Linked DNA regions of Cricetulus griseus: region 1 is linked to region 2. The links are chromatin contacts, called in public Micro-C maps. All regions are on one chromosome and are shown on one strand. Each heading gives the region's core, a stretch centred on a gene start, on an enhancer-like site or on the middle of the called end of the contact. The rest is flanking DNA. Distances are from core to core; before and after follow the strand shown.

Region 1 (5,344 bases), core at 1,700-4,199, 200 kb before region 2:
GTTACTGGGTCTTCAGTCTTGGGAACCTACTCATCTTGGGGACAGAAGCATTTCTCATGGCCGGGAAAGGGTGCTGTCACAAGGAGATCTCACTTTTCAAAGAAGAAGGGGAAAAAGAACACCAGAGTTGTTTGGGAGTTGGTGGCAAGGCCAGAAAGAAAGACACTCATCTAAGTGCTTCAAGCGCTAGGTGCCCCCCACTCCCAGGCCCACAGGCTAGGATGCAGAGACAGCAGTTCCCCATCCCCATCCAGTCACCCAACCAAAGGAGGGCTGAGGGAATGTGGAACGGTAGAGGAGGGGGCTGAAGGGGAAGGGACATTAATGGTCTTACTGAGGAGTAGGTGGAGGAGGCACTGGAGGCCAGAGACAACACCGAACCATGAACTGAAAGAGAAGGAGAGTGCAGAAGGTTAGCATGGGGTTCCAGGGCCCAGGAGTTCCTGGGAGGAGCCCGAAGGCAGGAGTTTGGACTCTTGGAGGGCATCTGGAGCAAACAGAAAGAACAACACAGGGCACCCGTTCATATCCCAACAGCCCACAGCAGGCGCGTATCCGAGGACATGGTCCTGAACAGAGACAGCCTCCCCTTTCATCTGTATTCTCTGACAGCCTGGGCCTGGTGGTCCCTGGCTCAGCCTGACTGAGGAGCATAGGGGTCTAGAGACAGGGGAAGGAGATTTTCATGTGCGGTCAGCATCTGCTCTGCTCAGCCAAGAAAGCACTTTAAGTTGCAGAAAGGGGTTGCTTCTTGTCAGAGCTGCTCAGAACCAATACTCCGATTCTACCTGTGCCTCCTCTTCTCACCCTTGCAGTGCTAGCCTCTGAGCCCGGGGACCACTCAGGTGAAAAAAAAAGCGGGGAGAGTCTGATCATTGAACAGAACCCACTGCAAGAACTAACAGAGCTAACGCATCCATTAGGGATGCATCCTGACGATAATAATGGAGGTCTCATGAACCCCACGGCCTGGTCTTCCATTAACACCCAGAGTACCATCAACCATCAGATGGCCAGCCTGGGAGCTAGTCTTTGCAGCATTCTAGGAAGAGGACTGAGATGCCTAGTTGTGTGGATTTAAGAGCTGCCATTTTGTCCCCATATCTCTTCTGAGAGACCGTGGGGAAGAAAGACTTGGCATAGAAGCTCTGAGAACACAGAGCACCGAGGAGTCGCATTTAACCCTTCCAGATTTCAGTTTCCCTTCCCTGGGCCCCAATGGTAGATGCTCCAACCCCAAACCCCAGTGCTAGGTGGTGCCACCCAAGGTTTCTGGGCCCCCAGACCCTTCAAAGTTATGGGAAGACAGAACTGAAATGGCCCAAGTTGATGTTCTGTGAATTATATATGTGTGTGTGGTGGCGGCAGTGGTGGCAGTGGAGGTGGCGGTGGGTGAGGGAGCCCAGCAGAGCTGGGATGATTGTGAACCGAGTTAGCATGAAGTCTCACCATCATCCGTGGGGTCGCGGAAGGATCCTGACCGAATCATTCCCTTGGATCTCTCGGCCAGGGACAGGGTGCTCCCCATTTGGGAGCCGCTGTACAGCTCGAAGGCCGCCTCGTGGGTGGGGATGCTGTTGGAGCGGGTGATTCTTGGCGTGGTGGCCGCAGTGGGACTCACTGGAAGGACAGAGGGAAGGGGGAAGGGAGAGGGAGGGGGAGGCAGGAGAAGAGGCAGGGCCATCAGCTCTCTGGTCCCTTGTGGGGCCGGAGCAGGAGTCAATGAGAGGCAAATGGGAAGAGGGGAGGAGAGGAAGGGGCAGTAGGTGGGGCAGTGGGGGTGTGCGAGCAGCTGGAGGTTAGGAGTCACCCCTGCTGGGAAGGCTGGGCCCTAATGGAGAAGGACTCCATGGTCTGTAATAAAGGTCTCCCCTTAATACTGCCTGCCTTGGAGTTGTCGCATTTGAAGGTTAGGCTGGGGGCCTGGCGGCTTTCCCGAAACCTTCACATCACTAGGATGTGCAGATGAAAATGGGATGCTGTGGTTCCCGAAAACACAACTGGAGGCTGTCTTAGTGGGGACTGAGAATCAGACCAAGACTCAGATCCAAATGATGAAACCGGACCAGCTACAGAGAAGGGGACCAGGCTGTGGAATCCAATGGGCTCAGCATTATGAAAGGGAGTAAGGCCCCCTGTAAAGCAGTGTCACTCTAGGTCACTTTGGTTGAGATCTCAAACTAGACTATGGCCTCTCTCTCTGCCCAGCATCCCCTGAAATGAAGGTCAGAGAGACAGAGTGGATGAAGGTGTCAGCGAAGCTATAGAATCCACAGCTGTGGAATCTGCCGACCACAGAGGCCACCACTCCCACTTTTCCCTTGCTGAATCTCCACCTTTCATGGTTCATACCCTTGTGGAATTCCCCTCTCTGACCTTTAGCCTCCATACAGGCCTGTAGATGTTTCCCCTGCCTGTAAAGACCTGGGAAAAAGAATTCACACCTCTGTCTTGCCCCTTTTGAAATTCCAAGATGAGATTGGCCCAGTCCCTCATTCTACAGCACAAATGGTCTCTCTTCTCCTTTGGCCCTCAATGGAGACAGAAAACAGGCTGGTCCCACCCTGCGTTTGATAAGCCCATGTAAGCCAGATGACCCTTCCTTAGGCACAAGTAACCTCCATTCCTAGCTTTCCTCCAATTCCCCACAGTCACGGCGCAGGCGTGTTACAAGTCCTCATCACAAAAGAACTGCTTTCTTTCACCCAGCTAAAAGGAGAGATGATTTAGAGTGATGCAGCAAGCAAATGGCAGGTCTATTCCGGCCCTGTCCTAAAGAGACTCCCATTAAACCAGTGCTAGCACAGTGCTTCCCAGAACCAAGGCTGGTGTGTGTCTGAGCTGGAGCCAGGCCCTCCTCCTGAAGCCTTTTTCCCCATCCTGTGTCTGAGTCACAGAGCCACTTCCTTCTTTCCCAGCTTTCCCTTCTCCGTAGGCTTTAGAGAGGGCGTGGTGTGTCTAGGGCAAGTCTTAGTCAGTCTGCCTTTAGGGCTAGGATGGCCCTGGCTCACCCAGAGCAGTTGGTGAATCTGGACTTTCTGTTTTGGAGACAGACCTCATTCTCTGCTGCAATCAACAATCCTTCTCTGCCTGCAGTTCATCAGCCCACAGGTTGGTGTCGCCCTTACGAAGCTGCCCCTGGGAGTAACATGCATAAAACACCCAGCTACAAGCCCAGGGCCTTGGTATGTAGATTTCCCATGCTGTCATTCAGACCTTTGACACCATCAGGACCCCAAAACTTGTGCCCAGGGGCGACTTTTCAGTTTAGGACCTTGGAACACTTCATCTTTAGTTTGAGTTGGTAAACTGAGGCGCCATGAAACAGTCCACTACAACTTGAGCCAAACATGCCTAGCCGTTTTTGCCTCACTCTGAAGAGTGAGCCCTGCTTCATCTCCTGCCACAGCGAGTGACCGCAGACACTGACCTATGTTGGTAAGCTGGCCCTTTGCACTCAAGGACATGGAGAGTGCAGGGGGAGATGGCAGCTCTGCCTGGTCGTCGGATTCGGGAAGTCCACCGATGGTGTGGGAGTGGCGCCTCTCCTTGGTCTCCTCCTGGGACTGAAGCTGGTACCTGAAGAAGTAGCAGAGGAACTCAGTCTGAGTTGCTACCAAGTGACATGAGAGGCTTAGCTGTGTGTGGGATGCCTGAGCTAGGCAAGGAATGGTAACTCAGCATTGTCCCTTCCCTTGAGAGCTCCTGATGGGAACAAAGGATGGATGAATGAAGCCTCCACTCAGGGCTCGATGGCTCCATGTACAGGCTTTCAGGTGACGGGCATCCCCATCTAGTTGAGTAACTCTGCTAACCCAACAGTGGAGGATCCTCTGTTCCTAGCCTATGTGAGTGGCCTCAGAAGTCCACTATGAAGTGATGAATTGAACCAAGGAAGGACATAGGGCTATGATAGCATAGGATGCTGTAGGTAAGGACATGGTTACTGTATACAAACTCATTTCTCCCTCGACAGCAAAGAAAATCACTAGCTACAAAAGCTAATACACTTGATAGAGAGTTTGCAGAGGAATGTGGGTGGCATTTTTGTAGGACCACGTATAAATGACTTGCTAAAAGGGCCACTAAATTCATGCAAGGGGCCCGGGTTAGGTGGGGTTGGGACTTTATTTTTGGAAGTGAACTCACAGAGATCCACTTGCCTCTGCTTCCCAAGTGCTGGGATTAAAGGTGTGCACCACCCAGCTTAACTTTTTAACAGGCCCGGAGTCTAGAGTATATGGTAGAAAAACAAACAATCAAACATATTTAAGGGTTACCTGAGTCCTTTCTTGGGTAGAGTGTTCCGATCCCGCTGACTGCTATGGAGGGAGAGAAAGAGAGAGGTATATGAGCCTATCTTGGAAACTAGAGTTTGGGACCACAGGTTTGAAGGGTATATCCTCTGGAGACAAGACAGCAAACTATGAAAATCTATTTCGATAAACAAATAATACAACCGTCACAATCAAATTCTTGACTCAGAACTTAGGAAATATCTGAAATGTTAAGTTTTCTTTTTGTTAGGAGTTAAGGTAGTGTAGTTAGTCATTCAAAAGGTTGTACTATGGACAGTGAGAACCAGGATGTGATGTAATAGAACTAACTGATTTTGCACTTGGAAACTAAAGCTAGATGATAAATAAAATTAATATGAGATTCCTGAGACATCATTTAACTTTTTGTAAAGCTTCCCCTGTGTACATGATGAGGACAAAACAAAAGCACCCTACATATCTCAGGGAGTTACAAAGGAACTAAATTATTTAAGATGTGGGAAAACATATATCAGAAGTCACAGCACGGTAATGGATGGACCTGCTAATGGCCAAGTGAGTCTGAGACAGGCTCGGCTCTGTCTCTACCACATACCTGTCCAACTGTCCAGCTCTGGGGCTTCCACTCCAGGGCAGCTCTTCGGTCTCTTCCTCTGATGGGGCGGCGGGGGCAGCAGGTGGGGTGGGGACGGGAGAACTGCTGGGGAAGGCACTGGGCAGGCTCATCGGCATCTGGAGGGACTCCATGCTCCTGTGCAGGCCTGAGAGTTTGGGGTACATGCGGGTCTCTTTTGGGACACTGAAACCACTCATTAGCTCCAGGCCCTGGGAGAAGCTGGCTGAGTTAATATTGAGGATGGGTGCTGGACTGGGGGTGAAGCAAGAAGGGAGAGGGCCCCCGGTTGATGAGCTTGTAGCATGCAGATCTGGGACCTTTGAAGCATGGGTGTCGCTGGAAGATGGTAGATCCAAACTGTTGGAGTTGACCTTGTCTAGATTGGCTAGTGAGGGTGGCTTGACAAAGCTTTTAGCTGTGGCCCTGAGAGGAGTAAAGATAAAATAAAATA
Region 2 (5,549 bases), core at 2,126-4,625:
TCTCCACCTGCTCTGATTTTCCTGGCAGAGTTTTTCAGGTCAGTTTAATGAGGGCACACGGGAGAGCCAGGTAACCTCTCCCTAGGATGGCTCTGGCACGTCTTCTCTTTTGTGGTGCTGGCGACCAAACCTAGGACTATGCTACAGAGTTACAGCCCATCCCTTTTCTTAATTGTGCCAATAAGAGAAATGCAGTGCTGTTTTTACAGTTAAATCGTCTTTAGACGATGTCTTCTTTATGCTCACAGTGACCCCATGAGCAAGGCAGAGCCAGTGGTAGCTTTCTCTTTTTTTGTTGTTCACAGATAAAACAGCAACCTAGAAGTAAATAAGTGCCTAGAAGTAAATAATCTTAACATCGGTCAGAAGCCAGGGCCCCGCTCTCTGCCTCCAGCACCCTTCTCTCTCTGTGCGTCTGTCTTAGTTACAGTTTCTGTTGTTGTGATAAAATACTACAACCAACAGCAACTTGAGGAGGAAAGGGTTTATTTATAATTACAGCCACATCGCAGTTCATTACTGAAGGGAGTCAGGGCAGGAACTCAAGGCAGGAACCGGGAGGCAAGAACCAAAGCAGAAACCATGGAGGAATGCTACTTTACTGGCTTGCTCACAGATCAGTCTGTTGGGGACATTTTCTCAATTCTGGTTCTCTCTTCTCAAATGACTCTATCTTGTGTCAAGGTGACAAAGAAATCTAACCAAGACAGTAGCCATGATCTTATGTGTCTAGCGTGCAGAGAGAGGTGGGGGGGGAGGAGACAGGAGAGACAGCAAGGGCACCCTAACTCAGAGGTGTCTTCATCCCAAGGGGACCCCTTATTCCTGCTCTCAGTGCTGTCACAGAAAGGCAATGTAGAGACACAGCCAGTGGCTAATGTCACTGCACCTCCCCTAGACTGTGTTTAACACACACACACACACACACACACACACACACACACACACACACACGAGTATCTTATACAGTGTCAACTTGAACAATGGCAGAAGGACATCTTTGAGGGACAGGGAACATAGCTTCAAGACTGCTTATCTAACATGCATAAGGCCCTAGGTTCAATTCTCAGTATCAAAAGAAAAAAACAAAGAACATATTTGGTTCCCCTGAATGTGAAGAGAAGTTTGAAATATTAGGTTCAGGGGTTATGCCACCTTTGTGTCTCCATGGAATGAAGAAATCATCATGCTTGTAGATCCTGGGAGTAATTTGCTTAAAGAACTGAAGGTAGAGCGAGGGGTGGTGACGCATGCCCTTGGAAACAGAGGCAGGAGGATCACTACAAGTTCAATACAGTCTATATAGTGAGTCCCAAGCTAATCAGGCTACACTGTTAAACACTGTTTCAAACAAACAAAACCCAACAACCTAAATAGGAAACAAACAAACATCCTAAATAGGAAACTAAACAAAAATCTAACAACCATCACAAAACTGACAGGAATCTAACTCCTTCACAAACAAACCTGCTCCATGCAAGCCCTGGTATCACAGGATGTCACTGCACAACCGTGAATGGCTGCAGCTCCTAGCTTCTTCCACCATTCATCATAGGAGGTCACATTACAACCATGATCAGCTGCAGCTCCTAACTGCCTCCAAGAGGCAGTGGCCAGACTAGAGGGGAGCTGAACGGGTACTGGTTACAAATCTCAGCACTTCTGGCCAGGTCTGGCTGCCTCTACCTGAGTAAGGCTTTGACTGAGTCTGCACTACTCTGTAGTGTCCTTGAATACTTGGGGCTGTTGATGGTGTATGACCAAGGTTCTGGGGATTGGAGAAGCTGCCAGGTTGACTCTGAGTGGGGAGGAAACATGCTTTTCCCCATGTGACCTGCTACCAGGAAACAGCTGGGAGGAGTGGGGAGCCAAGGAGGCCTAACCCTGCACAGCCATCCTGATCTTTTAGTTTGATCTTCTTCCCTAGGACCTGTCATTCAAGCCCTCTGGCTTAAAGGGACCACCAGAAACTTCTAAGTGTGTACATTTGGACTTTTAGACCAGATGGATACCCTGGAGAAGGAGGGCAATGGGCAGCCTCAGGACCCCAAAGACCATGGCAATGAAGCCCCTTTCCTGAACACACATGCTACTGGCAGTGTGCAAGCAAGCAAGCAAGCATGGTTTATGCTATGTTGGTGAATCTCTTTGTAAAGTGTATATGGCTAACATCCCCATTTCACAGGTGAGGAAACTGAGGCCACAGATGGACAACAAATCCCTAATTGCCACGGCCAGTATCAAACCTACTTCCATTGAGCCAGCTATGTATCTAGTGTGTTTGGGGTCATGTGTGGATGCAGTCACGATGACATTACAGGAAAAGCAACCTGATTCCCTGGTTACCAGATGTGCCATTGCCCGGACTCAGAAGGAACAGACAGCAAAGCCAAGGGATTTTAGGGTTTAGAATGCAGCCTTCGGAGGAGGCAGTGAATGCTGGTACCGTATTGACAAGTGGTCTTAGGCATGGGGAAAAGACAAGCCAGGGTTGCGAGGCTCTGGCATTGGCAATCAAGATCTTCTGATCTTCCCATAGGAGACTGCCAGTGAGGGCCAAGAACTCACCCAGGACTACAACGGATGGGATAAAGGCCTTGCTCTGAGCCAGTGCCAGCCAGGCATCCCGATGCAAGAGCTGTGGGAAGGGGCTCAGTGGCAGACAACCATTGCCCCCTCCCCAGACTGCCCGCCCCCTCTGTTAGGTCGTATACCCACTCCAACAACTCCTCCAGTGAGTGGTTTGGGCAGCCTATGGTATGTGACTTCTAGTCACTAGGGGAGGGCTGTGTACTTAGGTTGAACCATAGAGTATTATGTTGTGGGCACTGTTTTGAGACAGGGTCTTCCCGTGTATGCCTGGATAGCCTAGACCTCTCAACAATGGCCCCTTTCCTCAGTCTTCCGGGCACTGGGATTACAGGCGTGCCTTGCCATGCTCAGCTTTTACCATAAACTCTTGATGGAGAAAGAACATTCCAAATCTACATGTGGGGCTCATAACCATAGTGCACGCTAGGCCTTAGAAACGTACATGCCTGGCCAAGCTGGTGTTCAGGAGCCTGGGGAAGCCACGGTCTTTCAGGGGACGATATCTCTTTGCTCACCCTGAGTCAGTCCCCACCTTCCACATAAAAGTGTCAGGACACAGACTGTTGCCAAGCTGGATTTGAACACAGGTTCTAGGAGCCACAAGTACCATCTTCTCAGACCTCCGACAGCCTTGGGCTTGTCCCTGGTTCAGGGACACTGTGGATATCAATGTCCCTTAGCAATTCAGCCAGGATCACTAACAGAGTCACAGCACAGCACGGCCTTCCAGCTGAGCATCAGCAGATGCCATCCAGCTGTGTTGCTCACCCTTCACCTGGTGACTCATCTCCTGTGTGGACGCCAACCCCCATAGTCTCTGCCGGCCACGGGCCTTCTGGACAGCCTATGCCTTTTAACCCGTGGACAGTTCTGTCCAAGGGAAAAACAACAAAACAAAACAAAACCCCAGCGGAGATAACCTCTGAGCCAGCAGAAGCCAGATCCCCAGGCACAGGGTGGGTGGGGATGTTTGGGGATGACCCTCTGCAGCTGATGGTTTTCCCATCTTGTCAGGCCGGAAGCGACAGGGTGTGGGGAGGGTGTGATACTGGTTTCCAGTGCCACCCAGTTTAAGATCCTAATCAGATTCCCCGTGAGGAGCAGCTGATAATAGCGTTGGTCTTCCGGTGGCCGGGGGCAGGGGCAGGGGCAGGAGGGAGCAGACTATCCCAAAACACTAATGAAGCTGCCGCCCTGTCTTCCGGAGATTATTCACAGAGATCCTAGATAGACGAACAAATTATGGTGCATACAGGAGAAACAAAGTGAAAGGGTGTGCACAGAGCTCTGGGTAATATGGGAAACCACCTGACACCACATAAAAATATGAAATCATATGCAGGCCATGATCTTGACAGTGTGGAGGCCAACTTTAAAAGTAGAGATGATAATGATGTCTGCTTCCTGAGTGGGGGATTCTGGCTACTTTGAGATTTTCTATTTTCCTTTGATCTTTACTAATAAGGAAAAAAATCTAAACGCTGCATAAAGCCCGGGCTGGGGGAGAGGAATGTCGGATGGGGGAGGGCTTGTGCCTTTGGCTCGCCAAGGGACAAAGGGGTCTGTGTGTGTTTGTGGGTGGGCAGAGGAAAGCTGTCTATGAGCCCTGGTGTGGCCTTGAGACTGGATGGGGAGATGGCGTAGAGCTGGGGGAGGACCGTTTGAGAGCTTGCTAAGGGAACTCTCTCCCTGGAAGGAACAGACCTAGTAAGCGTGGAATAGCCTAGGTGAAAAGATATTAAACACATGTGAACCGAGGTTGTGTCCCTCATTAACATCCTGGACACTGGTGGAGCCAAGAGTGGGCAAAGGAGGTAGATGACAGGGGTAGGCTTAGAGAGGGACATTCCAGAAGGCCTTGGAAGTATAGGATGGGTGGAGATATAGCTGGGCATCCATGGAGCCAGAGAGAGGTTTCTCAAAGAACAGTGGGCCACAGGACTGCCTGAGAGAGGTAGTCTACCATTGGTTATCAGGAACCAGCCAGCTTCCCAACCTAACAGCAGAGCGCCAGGTTAGCCTGGAAGGCTGGTGGCAGGGACAGTGTGAGGGAGGCTCAGGAGTCCACAGGAAGGAGTATGGATGGGGTCAGCAGAGAGCCCAGGACTTCAAAAGATGGAGGGGCAGCCAGGATTGGAAAGAAAATGCCAGCCGGAGACAGGGCACACAAGAGGGTGGCTGCATTTCAAATGATCTTGTAAAGAAAAGTCTGAAATGGTGCCTAGAGGCCTTTGGGTATTAATTTTTGGTTCAGTTCAGTGACTGGGAGTTGGGGGAAGGATATGCCTGTCGCCCCTGGGAGTAAAATGTTGATTTGAAGCCACAAGACCCCTGGAAGGCAAATCTAGCTCACCCCATGGCCAGCCTACAGTCCTTCCTCCCACTCTCTGGGCCTCAGTTTCCCTTACAGAGGTTGGGACAGGGTGACAGCCCTTCTACGACCAGGGGCTCTGCTAATAAAAATGATTGTAAAACTCTTTTCAAATAGTGCTGCGGCCTCACAAGGGAGGCAATTCTTCCCCACAGAGAGGGTTCAGTTCCTGCAGCGATCTGCTTGGAACCTCTCTGCCCTTCAAAAGAGGGGCCCTTCTGTTCCCTTGTGATCTGGGTGAATGCTGTGTCCCTGGGATAGCAGTGGGCCGGGCCCTGTGCCCGCCGCTGGCAGCCGCCTGCACACAGCACAAGGGAAACTTTGTGTGCCTCCAAGCCTGGTGTGTGAATTGCCAAGCGTGGGAGGTGGGGGTGGGAGTGGGGGTAGGAGACTTCTCCTTTGACCATGGAGGAAACTGAGGCACAGGGAGGGAGCCAACAGAAACTAACACGACAGCTTCTTATCTGGAAAAGTGGTACTGAGAACAGACATTTTAAAAGTACTGCATGGCTTATGTAATAATAATGATAGTGTTATGGTTTGATTTGCTAGGTCCCTACTCAGGCATATAACTAGTCACCTAACA

Evidence for each region. A called contact is a pair of places that touch in the nucleus more often than the background predicts.
Region 1: a contact with region 2 is called in a Micro-C map of the CHO-K1 cell line, with 4 times the contacts expected there. The contact joins two enhancer-like sites. A contact is called at or near these places in 3 of 8 Hi-C or Micro-C datasets (the CHO-K1 cell line and liver).

What each region holds. Positions count from the first base shown.
Region 1 is chr5:53,789,461-53,794,804 of CriGri-PICRH-1.0, reverse strand. It overlaps Nav1 (neuron navigator 1), which reads right to left. Exons shown (of 30, transcript XM_035445545.1): 10 at 4,873-5,316; 11 at 4,281-4,322; 12 at 3,431-3,579; 13 at 335-387. Among named protein-coding and RNA genes, the nearest start is that of Ipo9, 35 kb to the left of the region's middle. Within about 2 kb of position 2,949, at least 4 of the 6 cell types and tissues checked have open chromatin away from gene starts, as enhancers often do. A contact at or near this core is called in the CHO-K1 cell line, where this site is marked.
Region 2 is chr5:53,594,452-53,600,000 of CriGri-PICRH-1.0, reverse strand. All of the region lies in intron 1 of Nav1 (neuron navigator 1), which reads right to left. Among named protein-coding and RNA genes, the nearest start is that of Nav1, 25 kb to the right of the region's middle. Within about 2 kb of position 3,375, at least 2 of the 6 cell types and tissues checked have open chromatin away from gene starts, as enhancers often do. A contact at or near this core is called in the CHO-K1 cell line, where this site is marked.